Linked DNA regions of Mus musculus: regions 2, 3, 4, 5 and 6 are each linked to region 1. Evidence: chromatin contacts called from public HiChIP or PLAC-seq and promoter capture Hi-C data. All regions are on one chromosome and are shown on one strand. The core of a region is the stretch at or near the end of the contact, and the rest is flanking DNA. Distances in the headings are between cores, read along the strand shown.

What was found. Promoter capture Hi-C pulls out the DNA fragments that hold promoters and counts their contacts. HiChIP or PLAC-seq counts read pairs in DNA pulled down with a chosen protein or histone mark.
Region 2: a promoter capture Hi-C map of pre-B cells shows a contact between it and region 1, with 2.0 times the contacts expected there. The contact joins the enhancer-like site here to the promoter of Lpp in region 1. A contact is called at or near these places in 9 of 39 promoter capture datasets (3T3-L1-derived adipocytes, the C10 cell line, cranial neural crest and 5 more), 3 of 484 Hi-C or Micro-C datasets (bone marrow-derived macrophages, myocytes and pro-B cells), 6 of 115 datasets of contacts at active chromatin or transcription factors (bone marrow-derived macrophages, craniofacial prominence, forebrain and 2 more) and 2 of 9 other capture datasets (embryonic stem cells and macrophages).
Region 3: a contact with region 1 is called in a FOXA1 HiChIP or PLAC-seq map of pancreatic cancer cells. The contact joins the enhancer-like site here to the promoter of Lpp in region 1. A contact is called at or near these places in 3 of 39 promoter capture datasets (the 3T3-L1 cell line, 3T3-L1-derived adipocytes and hippocampal neurons) and 2 of 115 datasets of contacts at active chromatin or transcription factors (large pre-B cells and pancreatic cancer cells).
Region 4: a contact with region 1 is called in a promoter capture Hi-C map of 3T3-L1-derived adipocytes, with 10 times the contacts expected there. The contact joins the enhancer-like site here to the promoter of Lpp in region 1. A contact is called at or near these places in 12 of 39 promoter capture datasets (the 3T3-L1 cell line, 3T3-L1-derived adipocytes, the C10 cell line and 7 more), 5 of 484 Hi-C or Micro-C datasets (the 3T3-L1 cell line, 3T3-L1-derived adipocytes, brown adipocytes and 2 more), 9 of 115 datasets of contacts at active chromatin or transcription factors (bone marrow-derived macrophages, craniofacial prominence, embryonic forebrain and 5 more) and 1 of 9 other capture datasets (embryonic stem cells).
Region 5: an H3K4me3 HiChIP or PLAC-seq map of bone marrow-derived macrophages shows a contact between it and region 1, with 3 times the contacts expected there. The contact joins the enhancer-like site here to the promoter of Lpp in region 1. A contact is called at or near these places in 4 of 39 promoter capture datasets (the 3T3-L1 cell line, hippocampal neurons, liver and 1 more) and 7 of 115 datasets of contacts at active chromatin or transcription factors (the 230-238 cell line, bone marrow-derived macrophages, embryonic basal ganglia and 4 more).
Region 6: a contact with region 1 is called in an H3K27ac HiChIP or PLAC-seq map of heart atrium, with 5 times the contacts expected there. The contact joins the enhancer-like site here to the promoter of Lpp in region 1. A contact is called at or near these places in 6 of 39 promoter capture datasets (the C10 cell line, cranial neural crest, liver and 3 more), 1 of 484 Hi-C or Micro-C datasets (Sertoli cells), 11 of 115 datasets of contacts at active chromatin or transcription factors (the 230-238 cell line, bone marrow-derived macrophages, embryonic basal ganglia and 7 more) and 1 of 9 other capture datasets (embryonic stem cells).

What each region holds. Positions count from the first base shown.
Region 1 is chr16:24,391,232-24,395,092 of GRCm38.p6, forward strand. It overlaps Lpp (LIM domain containing preferred translocation partner in lipoma), which reads left to right and starts at 2,119. Exons shown (of 13, transcript NM_178665.5): 1 at 2,119-2,373. Lppos (LIM domain containing preferred translocation partner in lipoma, opposite strand) reads right to left here and starts at 2,424. Exons shown (of 2, transcript NR_037954.1): 1 at 2,123-2,424; 2 at 1,325-1,876.
Region 2 is chr16:25,246,648-25,250,806 of GRCm38.p6, forward strand. No RefSeq gene overlaps it. Among named protein-coding and RNA genes, the nearest start is that of Tprg, 38 kb to the right of the region's middle. Within about 2 kb of position 2,339, at least 72 of the 459 cell types and tissues checked have an H3K27ac peak or open chromatin away from gene starts, as enhancers often do. A contact at or near this core is called in bone marrow-derived macrophages, pre-B cells and pro-B cells, where this site is marked.
Region 3 is chr16:25,375,455-25,379,592 of GRCm38.p6, forward strand. The region is part of intron 4 of Tprg (transformation related protein 63 regulated); the gene reads left to right. Among named protein-coding and RNA genes, the nearest start is that of Tprg, 91 kb to the left of the region's middle. Within about 2 kb of position 1,442, at least 33 of the 459 cell types and tissues checked have an H3K27ac peak or open chromatin away from gene starts, as enhancers often do. A contact at or near this core is called in pancreatic cancer cells, where this site is marked.
Region 4 is chr16:24,931,967-24,935,634 of GRCm38.p6, forward strand. All of the region lies in intron 10 of Lpp (LIM domain containing preferred translocation partner in lipoma), which reads left to right. Gm52245 (a long non-coding RNA gene) reads right to left here. Exons shown (of 3, transcript XR_003951917.1): 3 at 649-1,155. Among named protein-coding and RNA genes, the nearest start is that of Gm52245, 7.6 kb to the right of the region's middle. Within about 2 kb of position 1,920, at least 74 of the 459 cell types and tissues checked have an H3K27ac peak or open chromatin away from gene starts, as enhancers often do. A contact at or near this core is called in 3T3-L1-derived adipocytes, bone marrow-derived macrophages, brown adipocytes and 2 more, where this site is marked.
Region 5 is chr16:24,989,956-24,993,671 of GRCm38.p6, forward strand. It overlaps Lpp (LIM domain containing preferred translocation partner in lipoma), which reads left to right. Exons shown (of 13, transcript NM_178665.5): 13 at 1-2,623. Among named protein-coding and RNA genes, the nearest start is that of Gm52245, 50 kb to the left of the region's middle. Within about 2 kb of position 2,241, at least 21 of the 459 cell types and tissues checked have an H3K27ac peak or open chromatin away from gene starts, as enhancers often do. A contact at or near this core is called in bone marrow-derived macrophages, where this site is marked.
Region 6 is chr16:25,009,539-25,013,726 of GRCm38.p6, forward strand. No RefSeq gene overlaps it. Among named protein-coding and RNA genes, the nearest start is that of A230028O05Rik, 48 kb to the right of the region's middle. Within about 2 kb of position 2,168, at least 82 of the 459 cell types and tissues checked have an H3K27ac peak or open chromatin away from gene starts, as enhancers often do. A contact at or near this core is called in the 230-238 cell line, bone marrow-derived macrophages and heart atrium, where this site is marked.

The sequences.
Region 1 (3,861 bases), core at 869-3,368:
GCCGAGTTTCCAAGTCCAAACCTCTGCACACTGTGAAAGGACAGAAGAAAGCAGTACAACAAAGCAGGATGTGGCTTTTGCTTTGTGCTAGGACTCCTGATGGCTAAGCACATGGGTCCCCAGACATCCAGTCTATGACTTTGTCACTTACACTGCAGGTGAGGGCCCCATGTGCTGCAATGATCTCTTGTGATTATAACTTTCTATAATGCTCATGAGAACACCATGCCTACCTGAGTGATGCATCAGTACTTCAGGAGAAGCGATACAGTGATCTCCCCCAACACAGAGAACAGTTTCAACATAATTAGTAGCATTTCTGGATCAACACAGCACTCTTACAATGTGTATGATTGAGGAAATGAATGACTCTAATTATACCTTATTAAATTTTATTAATCCTCATTAGAACTCTATTATTCTTTATAAGTGGGTTACTGAGAAGGGAGTAAAGGAAGCAAGGGATGCTGGTCAAGTTCTGTTATACCTAAACGAGCAATGGATGACTTCCATTGCAGTAGCACAGAGGGCACGCATTGGCTGAAATGCTTAGGGTAGAGTGAATACACTGATCTCTTAAAAAGCCGGACCCCTGGGAGCCTGTTTCCCGTGGAACGCACAGGTACCCGTGTTCTCTCCTGCTGTAATCCTACTTTTGAGTGTGTGTAGCTGGAAAACTTGGGAGGGCAAAGGGGTTAAGCAGTTTGGCCCCAGAAGTGTTTGAATTTTGAAGACTGCCGGAGAAATGTTCAATACATGTTAAGTACAGGAGTACGTACTTTGACACTTAGTCCGAAAGGTTCATCAAAATATAACCGGAGAAGAGGCACGTTGGAGCGTCCCCACCCCTGAAGTCCCTGGTGTACTTTTTCTGTCTGCATGACTGAGTTAGGCTGTAGAAGGTGAGGGCCCACGGTGGTGGAAGGTGGCTTGAGAGTGGGAAGGTCAGGGGCATGCTCAGACAGCTGTGTTGTGCAGGTCATGTTATGGTATTTTCCTTAGATCCTACCCAACCCAATCAAAGACCAGAATGGGTGGTTGTGTTATTAGCATGGGTTGAAGTTGTTTGGGAGACTGGGGTAAAGCAAAGGATACAGGATAGAAACACCCACACCCCCACCCACACACCCACACCCAAATCTGTGTTTTTGGTTAGTTTGTGACAGTGTCTATGTAAACCTCTCTTGTGCCGGGATGAAAAGCGTTCACTACTGAGGGCCAGAGGGCTTCCAGTGTCTCCTAGCCGGAATCTTAACCTAGTAAAAGGGGTTCTCATCGTTGCTCACTTTTACAAATATCAAACACAAAATATCCAAACCCAACCTTCCAAGAACAGGCTTGTCTTTATTCAAACCAGTTCACCCAGTTCGTGTATTTTCTTTTTTTAAGCTGTAAGAACAGAGCAAGCTTTCTGGTTGGTTTTCCGGCAGGGCAGGGTTGGGAAGCAAAAGTTAAACTCCAAAGGTTCTTGTCTTTGAACAAAGGACAGGAAGTTGCCCTGAAGCACTCGATTGCCATTGTTTCTCAAGGCTTGTCAACCACAACCTTCCAGGAACTGGGGTTAGTCACTTCAGTGGGTCAAGTCATCTGCCTAGCTCTAACTTGGGTCTAAGCTCACAGTTAGAGGCCGGGTCGTGCCTGGAGGCGGAAACCCAGCTAAGAGTAGAATACTGGCTCCTCTCCACGGGGCAGGACTGGGTCAGGTCCCAGCTTCGGAGCTCTCCTGTGCGAAGGGAACTGAAGTTGCTCTCTACCATCCCGGACTTCTGAGTCCTGCTGGAGTCCTGGGCGGGGCTCCGACGAGGCTCTTAGGGTGGGGGGTGGGGTGTTCCATGGCAGGATCTCTTTGCTCAAGCTCAGCTTTCCAATCTGTCGTCTGCAGAACAGACCCGAGTTGTGCCGGTTTCTCGACTTCCTCCTGCATCTCCTTCCTCTTCCTCCAGTGGAGGCAGATCCCTCTTTTCCTTCCTCTTCCCATGCTCCCTGTACCCCCTCCTCCCCCCGCGTCCCCTCCTCCAGGAAGTGCATTGCCCAGGGTCACCCACCTCGAGCCGCCGCTGCCCCCCGCGCCCCCTCCCCGTCCGGCTAGTGCGGCGGCCCGCGGGCACACGCCTCCCCATACCTTACATGGACAAATGCGTGCAGGCAAAGTCAGGAATTCAGGCCCCTGACGTCAGCCTCCAGCGCTCAGGGCACCGCACGGGAGACCGCGGGGAGGGGGTGGGGAGGAAGGAGGGGGAGAGCACCAACCAGCAGCCACTCCCGGCCTGCTGCTGAAGTTTCACTTTTTGTCTGTGGGTTCGCTCCCGGGGCCCGCTCGAGCTTTCCCGGGATAAGTAGCGTTAGCGGCGGGGGAGAGCCGGCCGCTGCAAGGTAAGGGCCGGCAGCGGGGCCGGGCACCGGGGAGGACGCGGGCCGGGCGGAGCGGGCCGCTGCGGGCCGCGGGCCGGGCCGGGACAATGGGAGGGGGAGTGCCCGGCACCTCCTCCTCCGCCCGAGCCTCCGCCTCCAGCCGTCGCGGCCGCCGCTGCCCGGTCCACCTCCTCCCCCAGGTATCGTAGCGAAGGCTTCCTCCCGCAGCCTCGGCCCGCGGGCGCCGCTCGACCCCCCGACCCCCCGGGGGACGGGCCGCTGAGGGTGGTGGGGAGCGCGGGGCGCCCTGCTCCGCCCCGCCCGCCGCGGAAGTGCGGGTCCCCGGCCGGGAAGCGGGGGTGCACGCCGTGGGGGAGGGGCGGATGCGGGAGTCCCCAGCGCGCCCCCGGCCCGGGCCTTTCTGGGTGCCCAGGGGGCGGGGCCGCGCCCGGTGGCTTCGAGCTTTCGTGGAATCCCAGTTGTCACCGCGGAAAGGGCCTAGGGACCCAGTGACTCGGAGTCTTCCCATTTTACAGTCAGGGCAGGCGAGGCAAAGAGAGGCAGGCTTTCCTGGAAGTCATCCCTGGAAGGTGGAGCCAGGTTAAGATCGGTGGCTCCGGACCTCTGCTCCCCTGCTGCCTTTTTAAAATTTTTTAAAAAATTTATTAATTAATTTATCTTTTTGTAAGCGGTTGTGGAGTCTCCACTGCTTTTAAGCACTGTAGGTTACAGAGGCCAAACTTTGCCCTCTGGGAGCGCTCACTGGAACGCAGGAGCCTAACCTGACTCAAAGTAGGAAGGGCCAAATCCTGGAGAGAACGCAAAGATCAGGTTTTTTTATGGGAGTTCGCGGAAGGACTTTTCTTATTTTGGCCTCCATGGCCGGACCCGAAATCCCAGAGGGGCCTGTGATTGACTCCTTTGAAGGATAGGGAGTTTTCTTAAGTAAAAAAGGCGAGGCCTTTCGTGTCAGGGAGGCAGCTGCAGACCAGAGAAGGCTAAATAAGGGTGGGGAGTGGGCGTGGGTGGAATTGTGTTCGTGGCTTGGGGTGGGAGTATGACAGGAGACCGTGTCAGTGGAGTTGTGGCTTGGGTACTTGGACAGGGCAGTGTAAACTGTTTCTGGCCTTCTTTCTCTTTAGGAAGGGGGTCCACTGCTTCCCCTCCCCCACAAGGAAGGCCTGGCAAGAGCTCTCCGCGGATCCTTTCTGGGACTCTCCTGTTTCTATACACTCCCTTTGCAAACTTGCCTCTGCAGTAAAACTTTTTCTCAAAGATGTTAGTGACTTAATGGTTCACTGTTTTCACTATTCCCGGCACAAGCGAGTTTTCAGACAAGCTTTAGGGGAAGAGGGAAAGTGTACAGGGCTACTGTAGAGTGTGTCAACCTCTCCCAGCGGGACCCTTTCTCAGTTTTACAAACAGGAAGTAGACCCCGGTCCACAGAAGTTGAATTGCTAGCCCCATATTCACTGCTGGATTGAGGTGGGGTGGGGGATGTTGGTGCAG
Region 2 (4,159 bases), core at 1,089-3,588, 860 kb after region 1:
TATATAGGCGTTTCATCCAACCTGCAGTCTGGAGTCTCACTTTTTAAAACTGGCTCAAATAATCCTAGTTACTCAAATATTAGAGCGAAATGAGGTGTCATAGTAACATACACAAACACTCATGTACGTATACACACACACACTCTTGAACACACAGAGGTATGTACACACACACACACACACACACACGTGCATGCACACTGTAAATAATTAAACTAAATAACAGCATTAAAATGACTAGCAAAGTTCTTGGTAATTCCTGGGGTGCAAGTATAGATGAATGGAATGTCTCTTTCTGCATTAAGAAACAGTTTATAGATTAGTATGTGAACTGTTTAGGATACACCCCTAATGCTGATAAACATACCAACTTCATTACACGAACACCATAAAAATCTCAAAGGGTTTAATTCTAGCTACAATAGTCTTTTAATGAGGTTGGGGCTTGAACCCTGCATTTAAGCACTATCATTAAATGCCCCGAGTAGTCATTTATACTCTGATATAATGCAGGCGGTGGCTTGAGTTTGAGGAACAGGAAGGGATTCAGGAGCCTGCATTTGAGAGAAGAGGACGTTGAGACTCAGCGGCATACAGCACTTTTAGTAAGGATGCTGGATACTGAGCAGAGGATTTGAAGCTCCAGCGGACCTAACGTGTCTGACTCTGGAGGGTTTCCACTTTCCCTTTTGCCACTTCCGCAGTTGCTGCAATTCCTGAAATGCTCCACATCTGCAAGCAGAGTAACCATCTATCCCATGTTGCCCAAGCCTTTCAAATTCTTCACTTTGTTGCAGTGCAATAATTAAAATGTGACAATAACACCCTCAGCTAGTTCATCGGTTTTGTCTTTTGTTTTTGTTTTTTCCTTTTTTATTTATTTACTTATTTTGTGGTAGCTGAGGAGAAGGATCTCAGGGACCCTCCAACACGATCGATCTTAACCCTGAAGGTGACAAAAGGGCAGCTGTTGATAAGCCATGTCTACTCTATAAAAGATTACATTTAAAGTTCAGGGCTTTCTACTGGGGAATTTCATGTGTGTGGCTGTGCATGTATACATTTTATTTTTCAATGATCTGGAGATCTCTTATAACACAATTACAAATTATTGTAATTTGATTCTAACTAAATATAGGTGTAGCAAATAGGGATCTTTGGTTTACAAATTATTTTCTTTCTGTGTAAAAAATATATGTGTGCATTCTGAATGGTCTACAGTGAGCTTGTGCAAAATTTGTACCAAAGGATAATCTTTAATATTAGAGTTGAGAAGTGTCAGCTGAATTCTATTTTGAAGAAAATAAGGTGTCATAGTTGGGATACAATAATTCTCCCAAGCAGAACAAAGTCCTTATAGCTAAAATGTTCTTGGTGATTCTGGTTTCTCCTTCAAACTTCATGTAAGTGTGAATTAACTCTACTGTAGAGAATGGTCTGAAAATGAAGGTCTAGAGGAGAGGAGGTAGGTGTGGCGCCTCTGAGGTGGTACACTTTCAGATCACTCATGGCTCTTAAGAGTGTTCTGTATCGTGTCCAAGTCTAACAGTAAGACAGCTCTTAAAAAAATAGGTCAGTTTTGTGCTTGTCTTTCATTTTACCTGCTCTGGTCCATGGTCCCTCTAGCCAGTGACATTCCTGAGCAGAAGAGAAGAGAGTGCATAGCAGTGCCATAAAATGACCCAGGAAGTTTGTACACTGTGGACAGTCAACCTCGAGCTGATCGATGTTCAGTGCAAGCCCTTCAGTGAGACACTGTTGTGTTGTGACTACTCTTGTGACTTGTGACAAGTTGCCTTCTCCTCTTTAATTTCCATTTCTCCAAGTGCAACGTGGAATTTCCATCATATGCCCCATGGTTCTCCGTGGTTCTGGTGGGATTTGAGGAGCGTGAATTACAAACTGGTATCCCGGAGCCATCCAGTCTAACGCAAGCTTTACTTTGCTCTGGGAGTAAACCTTAAGAAAAGGTCAGTTTTGCAGACGTCTTGAGGTTGTGTTCCAACGTCCTCGTTAAATAACCGAAGTCCAGACTGGCAGGCCCAGGGGAATATTTAATCAAGTAAAAAAAAAAAAGGCCAAGTCATTACTGGAACTCCGTCATCAGACCTGTAAACACAAGCATTTATTTGTGGGTGTCATGAGAAAGTGTGTTCACTTGTAATACTCTCTCCTGTACAGGTTCTACTTGTCAAATGTGTATGACTCTTCTGATAATTCAGAAGAGTGGAGAGAGCAAGACGAAAGGAAAGAGAGAAAATTACAACTGTAAACAGACTCTGGACAGCGAAGGATCAAAACAGCCTCTGGCTTGACTGGATGAGTCATAGCTATAGTCAGACCACAAATAGAAGCATAGCTTCTCTGTTGAAGGGCAGTCTTCCTGTCTGGAGAGGAAACCCAGCTCTGATTGGAGATAGTAGTTTTTGCAGACTTCAAAGCATCGCAAGCAACTGAACAGACAAGAGAAAGGGTTGGTAAACAGCGTTCCAGGTGCTACTCTGGAGAACCAGCCGCACAGCTCTGATTTGAAGCTATGTAGACATACTTTCATCGGAAGCCAAAAGCTGGTGGTTTGTTTGTATGCTTGGTTTGTTTTTTTCTTCTGCTTCTTTCTATAGTATTACTCCCTTCTAGCATCTGCATCTAATTTCATCTCAAGTAATGCAAGTTGTTCCTCCAGGCTCACACTCCAGGGCACAGAGAGAGATTGGCAAAGGGCCATCTAAGGAGGTAGGAGGAAGGCAAGGGCACGTGTTTTGAAACTACGAGGAAGGTGATGCTTTCAACAGGGCAAGTCTGAGACTGAGAGGGTGTGGCAGAACAGAGGAACATTCTAGTGGTTCCTACTAGGTAGACAAGCCAGTTTGGCCTCCTGAATTTAGACTTTAACACTGAGTCTGGGTATAGCTTAAAATTTAGTGTATATGTGAGGAAGAAGAACATGGAAAATTGGAATGAACGAATGGGACCCGGTGTCGGAGCCTGAGTGCCATTAAAGGTCTGGACTCTGTATGCTGTGGAAACAGGGAGGCAAGAAACAGAGACTACGGAAAGATGGGAACTCCAACCATGGGAGGTAGAATGAAGCAAGCTCAGGAAGGCCAACTACATCTGCTGTCACTTGGATGCTTGTCCAGCACAACGTAAGCCCCTGAACTTAGAAAGCACATAGGAGAGACGATGACATCGATAGATCTAATCGCTGGAGGATAGCAACATAAAATGTTTTTTACCAGTACATGTTTTGGTGTGTGTTAAGGTCATTGAGCTGAGTAGATGGGACCTGGAAAACTATATAGTCAGGTGATTGAAAATGACAAATGCATAATTTCCATTTGATAGACATAGGGGACAGGCAGTGAGGGAAAAGTTACCTGCACCATGTGTTTGACATTGGTGGTTTTGACTGACACAGGTTCACTACTTGCTCCACATTTCCTTTCCAACCTACGCTAGTAGCTTTTCTATCTGCTGTGATAAAATTCCCAGCTAAAGTGACCTACAGAGGAAGTATGAATTTAGACCTAAAGTTCCAGAGTACACAGGCCATGGTGGCAGGGTAGGTGCAGGAGGCGATGCGTCCTATTACATCTGTAATCAGGAAGCAGGCATAATGAAAGATGTTCAACCTCACTTTCTCATTTCATTCAAATCGAAACCCCAGCCCATAGAATCATACCTTCCACTTTCAGGGTGTCTTTTTCCACCTCAATGAACCAAATCTAGACTTATTTAAAGGATCGTTTCCATACCGACTCAAGTTCTGGTCGAATTGACATTTGGTGTTAGCTATCACACAGCTTTGATTTCACCCTGAGTCTTGGCCCTTGGGATCCCTGCAACACTGAACTTCTGTCAGGCAGCTGTGCCCTGGCTTCCTGTCTGAGGGTGGGTGAGTCACCTGTTCCCACTGGGTCCTGCATTCCTCATGTGTGAAATGAGGATGGGACAACAGTCTAGCTGTATGTCTGGAACAAGAAGCACCTGTTGCCAGCATTCTCTTTAATAAGCAAGCAAGCAAACAAACAAAGCCAGCCAATGAATCCTTCCTGTCATCATCCATGTCTTACAGATGGCCTAATAGATGATACATTAAATGATACATAATGCTCAAAAGGCCATAGGGTAACGTGTCCTGCTGACAGGCTCAGCCACC
Region 3 (4,138 bases), core at 192-2,691, 980 kb after region 1:
TGCAGCCGCAGCTGTACCCATAATGGTATATAACTGAAGCTCGTCCACATGCACATAAAACATAGTGGCCATCTTGCTCCTTCACTGAGGTCCCTCAGTTGTTATAAGCTGTTACAGGAATCTAGCAGAAAGGAACTGACTCTCCTGGCCATTGTGCTTGCATTTAGTTTGTTTGTTTGTTTTTTGCCATTTTTATTAGATCTTTGAGAATTTCACAAAACATATTCATCTCCCTCCCCCGACTCCTCCCAGACCTTTCCCACTCACCTAACTTTGTTTCCTCTTCATTAATTTAAACCCATCAAGTCCAATTTGCATTGCCATGTAGTCCTGGAAATGTGACTTTCCAGGGGACTGTGGTTGACCCACCAGGGGTTACAGCCTCAAAGAAAACTGTTTCATTACTTCTCTACATTATTGACCTATAAATCCTTTTCTCCCAATCATAATATTTGTGTCAGAAAAATTCTGGAGATAGAGGGACCCATAGAGACTATATAAGACCCAGAAGGGCAAAGCAACTTAGGTAAAATTACAGTTACAGAGACATAAACAACTGTGGGGCCCTGACTACTCAGGAAAACTCAGGCTTGGATCACAAAGCAAAGTGGCTTCACATACTGACTCTTATTTCTTGTCAGCCAATTCTCATCAGTAAAGACGGAAATTAATAACAGCATTTCAGGGATGTTGGTCAGTGTAAGCAGGTACTCTATTGGAAAGCCTAGTGGTTTGCTCATATGCAGTCTCTTGAATTTGGTTTGGACTCTTGGTGAGATCATGTGTTTTACAGTTTACAGCACAGTTAACCCTCCCCACCTGGTACAAGAGTACAACTCAGCCCTTGGTGGGAAAACAGTGCAAACAGTCCCTTCAGAATGTCTTCACGTCATAGGCTAACCAAGTTATAGCATGCTTTTCCCATATGTAGTTTAAGCATCTATTATTATGTTTGGGATATGCTTTGGCTTGTATTGCCAAACCTGTATAATTAAGTGTTATATTATAGTGGGCTCCACAGCATTGGGCAACGAAATGAATTCTGGCCTTGTAATCAGCTGAATTTTGTGCCAACTCTACAAGGCACTAGCTCTGTGATTGTACACGAATTTCCTTTCGAATCCATAAAGTGACAGTTCAAAAAAAAGAAAAAGGGGATATGACCGATTTTCAGATCTCATTTGCGGGGATTTTCTTCTGGGAATGCATCGGAGACTCCTACTGTCTGTGTAAGGTTTCATGTTGACTGCTGAGATCACTCTTCTAATCAAATCCGCTCAATCGTGGATGATTAAGATGATTTCCCAACCGCAGACCTCTCCTGCTCAAAGTTCTCTCTTTAAATTTACTGCCAGAGCTCAGTGGAGTTCAGTAGCCAGCTCAGATGCTGACAGACCTGGGAGACAGTACCGCCTCCTACAGGAAGGTGGCGCGAGAGACTCTTCTCATAGATCAACCAGGAGGCTAATGGCCTGGAATGGAATACTCACAGAATCAGTAAACTGGTGACCATTCAAAGCAGACTTCCCTTTTCGGGCATCCGGACTGTTAGTTGTCCAGCCTCAGAGGACTTCTGGTAAAACAGAATTGACTTGGGGAAGACTTTGCTTGTCATGATTTTCCCTGAGTGAAGTGGAAGTCAGCTTCTCTAAGAGTCGCCCTCCTCCCCCTTCTCTTCCTTATCTCCATGGAGTTAGGAGTCAGCCCATTAATTCAGTATCTATTCAGTTCTTGCAGTGTGCCAAGCATGCCAGAGCTGAGCTCTGGGGAGCAATGTGTGAAGTATTCGTTTTTCCGGGGCAAACGGTGAGATTGGAGAAGTATTAAGTATACGGCGTGTGGCAAATGCTGATACTTGTGACCCAGGTGGCACAGAAGGAGTGAAGGGGGCTCACTCAGAGGAGGCTACAGGAAGGATTCTCCAAAGATCCAGAATTTGAAAAATGTTCACTCTCTCCTTCATTTCAGTCCTCCTTGAGCTGATTATCCTGGTAGACAGTGACAAAGAGCACATTCTGGGGGGGGGGGGGGGGGGTCACACGAAGACTGGGGACACGAGTTCTCAACCCAGGCTTATTACTATTGTCCCTGCACAAAGATGGATGGAGGAGACGATCGGAATAGGTTGTTCAGTCCTTGCTGTCTAATTGGTCTCCGTCTCTCTTTCTTTTCCCCACTGATTAGCCTAGAAAAAAAAATCGCTATCTTTCCTAAGTGTTGGCTTTCTTAAAGTTCAGTGTACCCCATCTTCCATGACATAGACCTTTATTGGGGGGCCCTTAGCTTGTGGTTGAAATGTTCACAGTTCTTAACTGGAAAACACTGTTGAGAAAAGCCACAAAAATTGTGAACGTGCCCAGGCATATTGGAAGCTGCCCCCAAGGTCTTTCCATTGACCAGCACAAAGACTATGACGAAGGTGCTGTCTGCCCACTCCTATGTGGAAATCGTGTTGTGTTTGTCTAGAAGCCAGAAGGAAAAAAAATATATGTTGAAAATGGCCTGATGACAGCCTATTTTGAGATACAGATGCCTTGCTACTTCAAATCCTTTCTTGCAAAAATTCTTATAGTTGAAAGGTTTTCATTGGTCTGAAGTCCAAGGAAATGAGCGTCCTTCCTTATCTAATTTAGCTAGACTGACAGTTTGCCTGTAGCTATTGGGAAACAGAGGGCTACTCACAGCCATTGGAGTGAAACCTCTGGGATATGGGATACAGTTCCTAAGTTTGGCCACAGAAATGATTTTTTTCTTTAAAAATGCCCCAGAATGTAATTATATGTCTTTAAACTGGATGCATTTCCAGATCAACATCACTGTGGACTTGGGGTGGGCAGTTCTATATTTATAGAAGTTAAGCTTTGTGAGACTGATCTTTTTTTATTTTTTAGAGGTTCTCATGTGTAAAATATAGAAGGTGTTCTTCATTGAGGCATGGAACCTGATAGTATCACGCAGACTTCACCAGGCCCAAGGTGTTGAGGGTGTCTCAACCGGCTGTCCACTCAGGAAAATACTTAAATGAACTTAAAATAAAAAAAGAAAAGATCTATTTTTAGCTCAGTTTTTATAGTTTATGTCATCTCTTGGTCATGTCTTGAGGCCTGAGATGAGGCAGCCATGGCTGAAGTGTTTGATGAAGAAGTCTGCTCAGGTCATGGTCACCAGAAAGCAAAAAGAGGAGAGGCAAAGTTCAAGGTGGTGTCCCTGTAATCTAACTCCACCTTATTGGGTCCATCTCCAGAAAGTTCTAGTATGTCCAAGAACTGCTATAGGCTGTGGCCAAGCTTTTACCACATGGCCCTCCTGAGAACACTTAGCATCCATACCATAAGACAGGGCACAGAGTTTCTAGAATATTTTTGCTTAGCTTTGATCACTATTTTAATTTCTTCTTTGAAGAAAGAATACTATATTTTCTCAAGAATATAACTGGAAAATTTAGTGAATAGTGTATGTTGGAAACTGAAGTCATAGTTGACTCTTACAGTCATAGCCCATAAGTAGGTAATTTATCAAATATGTGCTAGGATGAAGGTGTTGTATGTGTGTATGTATGTCTTTTTATTACCCCAAGAAGAAAAGAACAGAAGGCCTGTGGGGAGATTCTGGGCCTTTTCCTTATTGGCTGTACTCCTCCGAATCAGCCTTGTTCTTGACAGCTTGACTAAGACATGAGGCAGCATGCATAGAAATACTATGCGAAGCCAAGTTCAAACACGTTCTTAAAAAAAAAAAAAAAAAAAAAAAAAAAGCATGCACAGCACGTGAATACATCTAAGTCGCTACTTCAGCTATTGAAGTGCTGTGGACCTAAGTGATACAGCCTTTGCTACTAATGATGCCTGGGGTAATAGCAGAGATAACTCAGGGATGTGGAAAAGTATGCTGTGAGGTACAAAGTGATTGTGGCAGTTGAGCTGAGTCCATACGCTGGCAACAATTAGCTATGATATACCCAAGAAACAGGAAGGAAACAAACAGACTATGGCATGGCCTTGGAGACTGGGTACAAATAGGTGATTGGAATTTGATGAACTTGGTTAGTAGAACAGGCTTCATTACCTGAAACATGGGGTGAGACTAAATCCACGCGGTGAGAGAGGGTAGAGCATCTCGGGAAATGGTGAGCTGATGG
Region 4 (3,668 bases), core at 670-3,169, 540 kb after region 1:
GGGAGTGCATCCTTTTCCTGAAGCATCTCACACCTTCTTCCATTTTACAAGTACTTCTGCTGCTACTGCCACTCCCAACCCCAAAACAGCACCCAGCCCTGTTGGGATTCCTGTGGGCTGTGGTAAGTGAGACGTTTTGCTCGAGTCTGAAAAGACTACAGTGTTTCTGTGTGTACAGAACAAAAATGGAAAACCAGATCATGTGTTTATCTTAGAGCTAAAATTCCAAAACCTAATCTGAAGCGAAGGACCATATTATAGTATAAGACAGTGTCCAGACTCACTTTAAAGGAAGGCTGTGCAGGAGTCACCTTCGGACCTCTATTTAACAGTTCCAGTTCGGGCTTTTTGAAGCCGTTTTCTACAGTAGGCTGTTCTGTATTGAGCAAACATACACAGATGAAAACCCAGCAAACAGAGTGATTTAATTCATTGCTTACCCTGCTGAGTATCAAATTTCCTAACTTTCAACTAATGTTCTTTAATTCCTCTCTTTTCTTTCTTTTCTTTGTTTGTTTGGTTTGGGTTTTTGCTTTTTGTCAAGACAGAGTTTCTTTGTGTAACTCTGGGTATCCTGGAACTCATTCATTTTGTAGACCAGGCTGGCTTCAAACTCGCGGAAATCTGCCTGCCTCTGCCTCTGCCGCTGCCTCTCGATGCTGAGATTTAAGGTGTGCTCACTGCCGGCCTGGCAGCTTCCTTCTTCTTATGAATAATAATGTGGGAAGCCTAGGGAGTCTCTTTTGGCAGTCAAGACATCTTCACTTGTGTCTGTAGCAGTTTCAGTGACTGCTTTTCTCCCTTTAGCTATTTCCTCCCTCGAGCCTCCCAGCAATTGCTAGGGTTTCATAGTTCATGCTAGCTGGACAGATATTACTCTGGAGTCCTGGAAAAAGTAGAAAGTAAGGTGAGAATCACTTAGTTATTCTCTTCAGCAAAACTGTTAATGTTGTTTATATGACAGGCAGTCTGGAATAGAGTGCCTTGGGCAAACTGTTTAACATGTTTACAATCGGCCTCCGGGCAAGTGGAAGGTAGGCGTTTCCATGCACAAATGTCATTGTCCTTGAAGCACCCAACTCCTTGTGAACAATATTGTGTGTCAGCATTCTTCCCAACCAAAAGGGCCAAGTCTGTGTTCAGTTCAGTTGACTTCTGAAAGACAAGAAAAATAACTTGCCATGAGACTGTTCTGATTCTAATGCAAATTTGACTGATGTTAATTTTTCCTTATCTCTAATGAATTTCTGTGTGTGTGTGTGTGTGTGTGTGTGTGTGTGTGTGTGTGTGTGTGTGTGTTTATAAAACCTACGAGGGTTTTCATCTCTGTCTCTAAAGAACCACTTTCGTAGAATCCCACTTTTAAAAAGATACCTGAAAGCCTATTGTGTGCAACATCTGGCTCTCTGGAAATCTGTCAGAAGGAAACTTTTTTTTAAAAAAAGTTGTAAAATAAATAAAAGCCGATTTTGAAAGCATTTAAGTGGACATAGAGATTGCACGAGGAAGGCATTTATTCGAACTGGGTAATTGGCGACACTTCCTCAGGGAGGATGGGAAGGTCTGTGGCACATGATGTTAGTGGGAAAGAGGGGACAAGGATAAGAACCCTAGATGAAGATGTGAAGGCAGGAAGATTGACACATGCGTAGTCATAATCCCAGGGGCAAGAGGGCAGAGGACGAATGGAAGAGCCAGGTAGAGACCAAGCAGCTGAGCATTTTGAGAGCAAACTCTCCAGTTGATCGGAAAGCTTTGAGTGTGCTACTGCAGCCTGAATAAAAGTCTGTCTGCAGCTGCTAAACAGTAAGCAGATCAAACTGGCATTTTATCAGAAAAGGAAGATCTTGTTCTAGTCGCAGTAGATGAGAGGTCTCAGAAGGTTGCGCATTGTGATTTCAGCTACACATGCAAATCCACAAGACTCGGAGCTCATTTTTACTGTTGTGCAACAGGGTTAGTTTTGTTTTGAGCTGAGTCTCCCAAGGAAGTGTGGTAATCAGATTTCTAAATCCATCACATTAAGCCCTGTCAGCAGTGAATCATTGCCTATGTGTTAAAGGTCAAAAAATTTCCCTTTAGAAATTCATTATGGTGGTGACTGGAATGTAAATTTGAATGTTCATGTGTAGTGGGTGTGAATTCAACAGATAAAAGGCCAGAGGAGACACAGAAAAGTCCATGTTGTTATTATTTTAGGTCAGATATTTACAAATTGTACTTTAAAAGTTATGACTGCAAAAACAAAGAGTGCGTATCTTTCTGTCTTGTTTGGGCAAGGCTGTGTGCTGGCTAGTAAGAGGAGGAGCCGGTGTGCTCACACTCCCAGTGTGAACTATTACACTATTGTTCACATTTGCTTTTCCTCACTAATGTGCCCACCCACCTTAGCAGATCCCCAGCTCAATTTCCTGGAATTGTCCTATCAGAAAGTCCTGACTTCAGGACTGGATCCATGTGTGCTGCGTGTGTGCTACCATTGAGTTGAAGACTAGTTTTTATTTTCAGTATTCTTGAAGGTTTATCATCATTGTCATCACTATTATTGCTACTACTGCTACTATTACTATTATTACTATCATCATCATCATTATTATTGGTAAGTTTAACTTTCCGTGGAGTGAACCTAGACCACTAAGCTGAACTCACTCTAAATGTTTCAGAGAATTAAAATACAACACTTCTCTATAAATTTTTAAGAAAAATCTAAGTTTCTGTTTAAAAACAATCAAAAAGTGAATGCAGTGTCTTTACAGGTTGTGATGCATTCAGGAGTAGTTACGAGACAAGTAGAGTGATTGCATTACCTTCCATGAAGCTCTTGGGGAAAAATTGTCTATGTGCATGAGTGTTGTGTCTGTGCATGTGTCTATACACCACCTGAGTGCTTTGTGGACATAGAGTCTAGAAGAGGGGGTTAGATTCACAGGACTGGAGTTACAGACAGTTGTGAGCCTCCATGTGGATGCTGGGATTTGAACCTGAGTCCTCTAGTGTGCTTTTAACCCCTGACCCTTCTCTCCAGCCTTCTTTCTGTGTAGCTCTTACTAATATTTCCACTGCACCAATATTGTTTCCCACGCTGCTAGACTTTAGTTCTGAGCTTCTTGAACATGCTCTGAGTTCCAGGCCATTTCCATCCTCCTGGCCAGCACGATGATGCTCACGTCTAGATTTGGCCATTTTCAGAGCTGACGCACAGGCACTATGTCAAGCCTGTTAGGACAGTTTTCTCTAAAGCTCTCTGGGTGATCCTGACACTACAACATAGTGTTTCCAGTGGTTTCCATTGTGATTTTCATATTTTTACAGACATTCAATTCTGGACTGCATTTCAAGTCACGTGTAATCTCACATGTACTTTGAATCATAAACATTTAAATATAAATAACCAACTCATCCCTTTCCGTTTTCAAAAAGATTTGTGTCAGTGTGTGTATGAGTGTGTGTGTGTGTGTGTGTGTGTGTGTGTGTGTGTGTGCCACATTTGGATGGGTGCCCTTGGAGGCCAGAAGAGGATGTTAAGTTCCTTGGAGTTGGAGGTGGCAATGATCCACGTAACATGGGTGTTAGGAACTAAATTAATGTCCTCTGGAAGAGTAGCAAGTGCTCTGACCACTGACTTCCTCTCCAGCCCTATCTTTCTGATTTTTAAAATGAAATTGCAG
Region 5 (3,716 bases), core at 991-3,490, 600 kb after region 1:
CCCTCTAAGCGTTGGAGTCAAGTCTTTACTCCCTTCCAGAAAATATGTCAAGGAGAAAATAGAATTATAGATGGCACATGACTGTCTGGCTCTTGTCTTAAGAATGCTGTGTGGAATTATGTGCCTTACGCAAAACCTGAAACTTAGAAGCCAAGTTTTGTGCAGCGGAAGGGAGCACTGAGCTCTGTGGTGGCTCCGCGAAGTGACTTAGCCTGGGTTTTGCATTGCCTTGTCTGGATCTATGCCTTTATCGTTACTTAACAGATTTGGGGCTTTTCTTTCTTTACCGCTAAGCATGGGCATGTGTGCAATTATGAGGTGAACTTTCTAAGTAGTAAGCCCTTGCCACAAAGTAGACGTTACACAAAGGCACAGAGCCCAGGGATAGTAATCTTGCCTGAGCTGCTCGCACAGGCTTCTTATTCCATGGCTTTGTCGCAGGCTTTTCTCTTTCTGTGCCATCACCTTTGAGAAACATGATTGCACCTTCTCCAACTCTGCCTTTTTAACAGCTTCAGTTGAGTTGGCAAGACTTTCCCAGCTCTGAATATAGCCATTTCCCGACTCCGGCCTCTGCGAGACTGATTTCAAATCTGTGATCTTCTGTTCAGCGTACACATCAGCAAAGTGAGAAGTTGGGTGCTAAATATAGGCTCTATTAACTTTACTTTTAGATGTGCTGCCTTCAAAGAGTGCCTATTCTGAGCAACGTAAACGTTATTCCTACATATGTATGTACACACGGTACCCGGACTCACACTGTTCGGGCTTCACAAACACCATCAGCAGGGGTAGGTGCTGAGATAAGGAAGCATCGCCAAATTGAAGAGGGTGGCTCATTTCCAATCTCCCCTTCAGTGGCTACCATGAAATGGGCTAAAACAAGAGTCTCCTGCACTTCCTGCTGACACAGCCACTTTGCATTTATATCCCAGGAATAGTGGCAAATTGCTGAGGAACCCGTATTTCATGGAAATAATACAATCATGAACATTTCATCAGGAGAGGGAAAGGCAATTAATATGTGTCATGTGTGTTTTAAAAACTAAGTATTGCTAAGTTTTGAGTGTCAGCAGGTTTCTTTTATCTTACAGGCTAACATAGAGAAAACTAACGTCTTGGCTATAGGGAGTGTAAGCTCAGGGGGCCAGGCATCCCTGCCAGCTCCTTGAAGCATTTTTACTCCAGCTCCTAAGAATACCAGTCCATGCTATTTGAGGGCTTTTGTTCCTGGAGCTCTCTCTGTCAGCGACAGGAACTCTAGGTATTTTTGAGGAGGCAGCAGCATAGCCTGGGAGGGTGAGTGGTTACCCAGCAGTCGTGCTCGGAGGTGAGCCAGGTAGATGTGCTGAGGTACATGGAGATACCGTATGATCGTACAAGGGTTGAACGGAGGACATGATTCCAAAAAAGATTGTTCTCAATGTGTCGTCTGACTCAACCAGCTGGCAGATTACACTTGCCAAGTCGCTTCCTTTCCTTCTAAGTCATTTGGCTCCATATTCCCTTGAATATGCCTGTGAGGAAAGTAAGATGTGTCGCCCCATCCACTTAGCCTTCCTGAAAGGACATTAGTGATGCCCTAGTGGTCACCAAGCTACCATGAAATGCCACCACTCCTACTCAGTTGTACCAAATGCAAGTAGAGGGGACAAACTGTGGGAGACAGATTTAGTGCCATCGTGGTTGTCTGCCACTCTGCCCAGTATGATCCCAGCAACCCACGAGATCTGAAGGAACAGGACTGGTGAGTAGCTTTAGGGCTATGGCCGTACTTCTTTAGGAACGTCATGATTGGAGTCAGGTTGATTTTTTTTTTTTCTTTTTAGAGGTGGGCAGTACTTTTTCCCATTTCTCCTGTTACCTATCTTTTGATCTCTATCTAATCTCAACACTAATAATTTTCTGCTGTTGACCTGATCAGATTTCAGTGCTAGAAAAGAATTCTAAAATCTCTTGTGTGCTGTCCTCAAGTCTTTGGGATACACAGGTACTCCTCCTTGGGAACAAACAAACTGAGACAGACACAGTGTGGCCTTGCTCTGAGTTTCAGTCTGGTGACTTGTGGCCATGAGAGAGAGCTTGATATGAAAGCTAAGTCATGTTTAATGGGACAGGGTAAGGACAGGAGAGAAAAGCTGTTAGGCTTTCCCTGTGCTAAACCTATCTCCTGGGAGCAGGCACTTCCTCCTAGCTAGCCACCATCACAGCCTCACCAGCAGCAGCCTCAAGACTCAGTAACATTTCCAACTTAGGAAAAGCTACACAGACGCATAGAGGATATGACATTGTTCATCTGCATGATCCTGACAGAGCCTTGGTATTTTCACAGTGTAAGCAAATTGCATATCTTTGCTGTCTCATAAACCATCGCTGACATCCCCACGGGAGCACACATAATCCTTTCTGAAAATCAGAAGTTGTGTTACAAGAAAGTGGTTTGGGTAATTTCTTTTGTATTTACACATTATTCAATTATATTAAAACATGATTTTATTTACATTCTATCAGTTTTGATTGTGTTTCCCCAGTGCTCAATGAGAATAAATATGAAAATCACAGTTTTTTCTGTAAAAGAATTACTTTATATTTAAAAATCCAATAAACTTCTCATTCCACTTAACTTGCCTCTGTGTGGAATTCTTTCGGAGTCAGATGATCTCTGTTTCCTTTTAAGCCCAGTTACTGTGATTCATTTTTTCACCAGTTGCTTTCCATATGGTCCTCTGAGACTGGGAATGCCTCTCAGAGCGAGTTATGCTGCAAGAACATGAAGCCCCCACTCCATCAACACAAATGAGCTCAACTTCTGACACGTTCGCAAACCACTTCAGCACCCTCTTTCTGAACTCTGCAGAAGTGTGTGTGTGTGTGTGTGTGTGTGTGTGTGTGTGCGCGCGCGCACGTGCACACACACGTCTGTGAGTGTGCGTATGTGTGTATGTGTGCGTATGGGAACACACACATGTCTCTCTGTGTATGAGTGTGTATGTGTGGCCTTTTAATGCTAGACCCAAGTAAGTAGGTCCATTGAGGTGGGCCTGGTGGAATTCTACCCTCGTTTGACACTTTTTCTCCACTTGTACTATGACTATTTCTCAAACACCACAATCACTCTTTGCTTAGGCACCATGAGGAATGCAGGTATAATCCAAAGTGGGGCGAGTGGATAGTACAGATCTCTAGGAGAAAGGGATGGATGAATCAGATACAAGGGAGCAAGACCGCATTTACGCACTTGGCATTTAATCATTCTTCATGCTCTGTCATCATCTTGTCCTCATTTATATTCTAAGAATAACAGAAAAAAAAAAAAAAACAAGTTCACTTTTTCATTCAGCAGATGTCAAGAAAACAAAAACACCCAGTGCACTAAGCCTTAGGGTATAAGCTTACTAAAGTATGACTGAGTCTCCCATCACAAAAACTGGAGAGAAGCCCTTCTCTCTCTCCAGCACCTGGTCAAACATCTGAGATTTGTGAGCAGGAGGGCTCTCACAGAGGCAGCTGTTTTTAAAGCTGCCACATAGAAGGTTCATCTTTGAATGCATGGTGAGTACATCATGAATCCTGGGGAAATTCAGGAAGTTGAAATCATAAGGAGCATGGATGATGTAATTTTCCTTTCCCATCTCTTCACCTTCTCAGTCACTTGATGCTCTTTGACAAGCCCATTCTGTTCTATGTAGTCTAATGTTCTGTGTACCCATTTTGTC
Region 6 (4,188 bases), core at 918-3,417, 620 kb after region 1:
GGGATGTTAGTGTTTAAGCTTTAAATATGTGCGTTTCATTTAGAATATTCACAGAAGTTAGGTAGGAGATATATCTATCTATATATCGAGATACACACACACACACACACACACACACACACACACACACACACACACACATTCTCCCACATGTAACTTCTTTTGTAAATTAGAATAAGAACAATTAGAAAATAAACAAAACTTTCTATGTGGACCACAAAATTCTCTATTTCCATGACTTTTTCTATGCTCCTTGGCATATGTGGCAAATTCTCTAAGAATTTCAGCCTAGAATTTCCAAGGCACAAAGTAGACACCACTGTTCTCCTACTCTTTATACCTCACCCTTGTGTGTGTGTGTGTGTGTGTGTGTGTGTGTGTGTGTGTGTGTGTGTGTGTGTGTGTCTGTCTGCCTGCCTGCCTGCCTGCCTGCCTGCCTGCCTGCCTCTTTCTCCCTCCCTCTTTTCTTCTACAGAATATAACAAAACTTTCTGAACATGGCCTGAAATCTTTCAGCTTTCTTTCTAGCTTTTTTGATTCTCAAGAAAATGTTCGTGGCCAGTTGCTACAGGGTATTTGATCACACCATAAACCCTGAGATTGTCTTGTTTACTGGGAAAACCTGTTTTTAGTTGTGGTGCGGCTCAGCTTTAGCACACACCTTTAATCCAAGAGTTTTCTGCTTGAATATTGTAAATAGAATTAAATAAATTCAACCACAGATGAAGAAGCAGAGCAAGAGACCAATTTACAGGAAGTGAACATAGGATTATTAAGAAAAAAAATATAGCAAGTAAGAGGAAGTCAGGAAGATGGATAGAGAGATGCACAGGAAGTAGAAGGAAAGGTCAGCTGGATCCTTTCTCTGCCTCTCTGAGCTAACAGGCTTTCACCCCAGCATCTGGCTTCCAAGTCTTCATTGATAAAATCAAAGGATTGATATTTTGTTAAAAACAACAGCTGATGGTATGTATAATTTAATAATAAATTAATAAATATATGAAGCCCATGACAGTATTTTTTCCTGTTACATATCTTCGTACCACTGATATATGCTTTTTCATATGTAGAAAAAAACTAAACGTTATTTCCTACTTCTAAATTTCCATCTAGACTGTGTTTTATTCAGCCCCGTATATAGGACATATGAAGTTCTTGAGCTAATATGTACTGCATAGATGCATGAATGAATAAACACATGAATGAAAGACTGTCTCTGTGGGATGAGTGTTATCTCCTGTGAGGTCACTGAGCAGGAAGAAATCAATTATGCTCCTCAGGAGAAAATATGATCGGCTGGTTTACTCTTGTCCTTTGTCACCTCCACGGTGACAAAATTCTACTGCATTATTTTTCCCTTTCAGATCTTTGTTGGTTGGTATGCAAAAATATTTTCCCTGTGACCCGTGAAGAACTGTTTTATATTCTGTAAGGTAATGGGAGGAGAAGGGGTCTTTTCTGTATTGTAACAGGGCATAAGGGGTCTTGACTCATTCAAACATGGAGGAAATTGCACAACTGGAGTGGCTTCATCTGAGCCATAGTGAATGCAAACGAGTGATGTCAAGCCAACCTAAACTACCCCATTGTTCTTAGTGTGACTAAAAACTGACTAATATTACTTCCTCTGGCGTGTTTTTTTTTTTTTTTTTTTTTTTTTTTTCCTGCTTCAGCACAATGGAAAAGTTCCAGGCTGCTGTTCTACTTCACTGTCTGGACAAAATGATTTCCTCTTGTCACAGCCACTTGAGACTAAAAACAGTAGAAGTGGGAGTTGGAACTCCGAGCTCCCAAGAGTATGCTTCAGTTTAGCCCTGTGATTGTTCTGAGATATTCACCAAAACTATAAATAATAGTGAAACCCAAATAGGACCAGACTGCCTATGTGAGCTGGAGAGGGCCCTTATACTTTCCCGTTTTTATTCTGAGGCTTTCAGGATTGCTAAGACGTCAAGCCAAGGAACTGTGGTTGAATGTGGAGTCTCTCTTCTGTTCAGCAGCTGTTTCTTCAAAAACAAGTCCTCCTACCTTGGGGCTGCTAACAGTTTCCACCTCCTCCCTGTAGATTGTTCTTTGTTCTGTCCTCTGGGAGATGGCTGATGTTTGCACACTCCAAAGAGGCTCAGAGCCATGCTCTGTGTGGACTAAGTCACTGGAGACATGACTAGTGATGACTTTACTCAGAAAGAAAATGAAGTCAGCCAAACCACAGCAGCAGGGATGCCTTTCAGGCTTAGAAATGGAGGGCACCTTTCTTTCAAAGTGGTCTCATGGGAGACAGAGTGGTTTCATTCTCTCACCCCAGTGTTACTATGGATACATAACCAAAGATATGTGACCGGAGGGAATCAAGGTGGCTCAGCAGGTAAGAGTCCTTGTTTCTAAGATTGATAACCTGAGTTTAGACCACAGAGTGCACGTGGTGGAGGAAGAGAACTAGCTCCCACTCTGTTGTCCTCTCTGTCCTATGATCTCTACATGTTCCTTGTAGCACATGTGCATCCATACAATATAGATACATACATACACACATACATACATACATACACACATACATGCATACATACATACATGCATGCATGCATGCATACATGCATACATCAACTACTTCTATATATCATTGCCTCCATATGTTTCTACAGTTAAGCTTTCCTCTAAACAATAAGCTACCTCAGCTCCCCTTTGCCCTCACTGGTGGCAGTTAGGCTCAACTGTACATTGCTACTTGCATAGAAAGCTTGTAATCCTTTGGCAAAGGGGAAAAAATCTCTCTGCAAGACTTTCAGCCCTTCTCATTTTCTTGGGAAAAAGAACATTCTAGAGGAAACACACACACACACACACAGTAAAATTAACCGAAGCTCCTTAGCCCTTTGCAAGTCTGGAATTCCTTTTTCTCTCAGTGAGTCATATCTATAACATATGAGTTTCCGTTAGTTTGAGGGTCAAAGAAAAATCCAGCCCCTACAGGACTTTTCAGCTCTCTGGGAATTGGAAGGAAGGACTCATTTCATGGCAGAGATGATTGCTTTTTGCTTTTGAACTATATCTGGTGGCCCAGAAACCACAGCCATCAAATTCAGAGGCTCTGCTAAATCGTCATGATTTCAGCTACCAATTAAGTCTAATGTGCGTGAGGAGCGATGAGTCTGCGGGTGGAATAAACCACTTCTTCAATTGATTGAACTTCCAAGCAAACATGCTTTGATGACCATGGACACCCATCCCTTAGAAAGATTTCCTGAGACAATGAAGAGGAGCCAACCTCTAATTGTTAAGGACATATACCGGGGAATGTAGATATACCCAGAGATCTTGTGTTCTCTGCCAGACCTTGAGCTACCTTTTAGTTCCAGCAAGATGCCTCAGGGGACCACATAAGGGACAAGTTATGAAGAAAACTCGCTGAGTTGCTGGCAGGCTGTATATGTCCAAAGACTTAGGCCTCATCTGAGAACACAAGTAGGAGTGTGGTCTGGGAATCATCTGCTATGTTAAATTGGGACTCCAGGTTAAATAAATAGGTTCAGAGAGGGATGGCATTGACAAGAAAACCTGAGTGACAGTGCGGAAGCATGTTTGCATGAGTGATGTCATAGTAAAACTGCAGACTTTCCCACAATCTTTTCAGAAATTTGCAATGTACTTAAAAAAAAAACAGATTGTACAAATATGTATGCTCATTATGGAAAAATAGAAAGCACAAGCCAGCAAAAAGAAAGTTGTGGCTTTCTGTGATCTCATCACCTAGAGTAACAACTTCAACGGGCCAGGGTTGATATTTTGGGCTAAATCATAGTCTTACATTGGCATTTAGCAGAACGCCTGGCCTCTGCTCCCTGAGTAGCATGAATAGATTCATTCTCATTTTCTGCAACCAAAACTGTGTCACCAGACACAAAATCCATCAGGAAAAATCACTCACATTGACCACTAAAGTCTAGACATAAACAGTGATACCATGTTTTGGCTCTCACCCCGACTGGCATACAAGTGAACATATAATTTAGAGTGCAGTTGCAGCATCTTAGTTTGTTTTGTTGTTTTTTTTTTAATTTTCCCTAAACAATTTCTCAACTGCATCTGCTCTACAACACCATCTTCATGGCTCTATTTTGCTCCTGTGTAAAATGGTGCCACAGTTTACTTAACGTCTACTTGATGGACATTATTTGCAAAGACAGTATA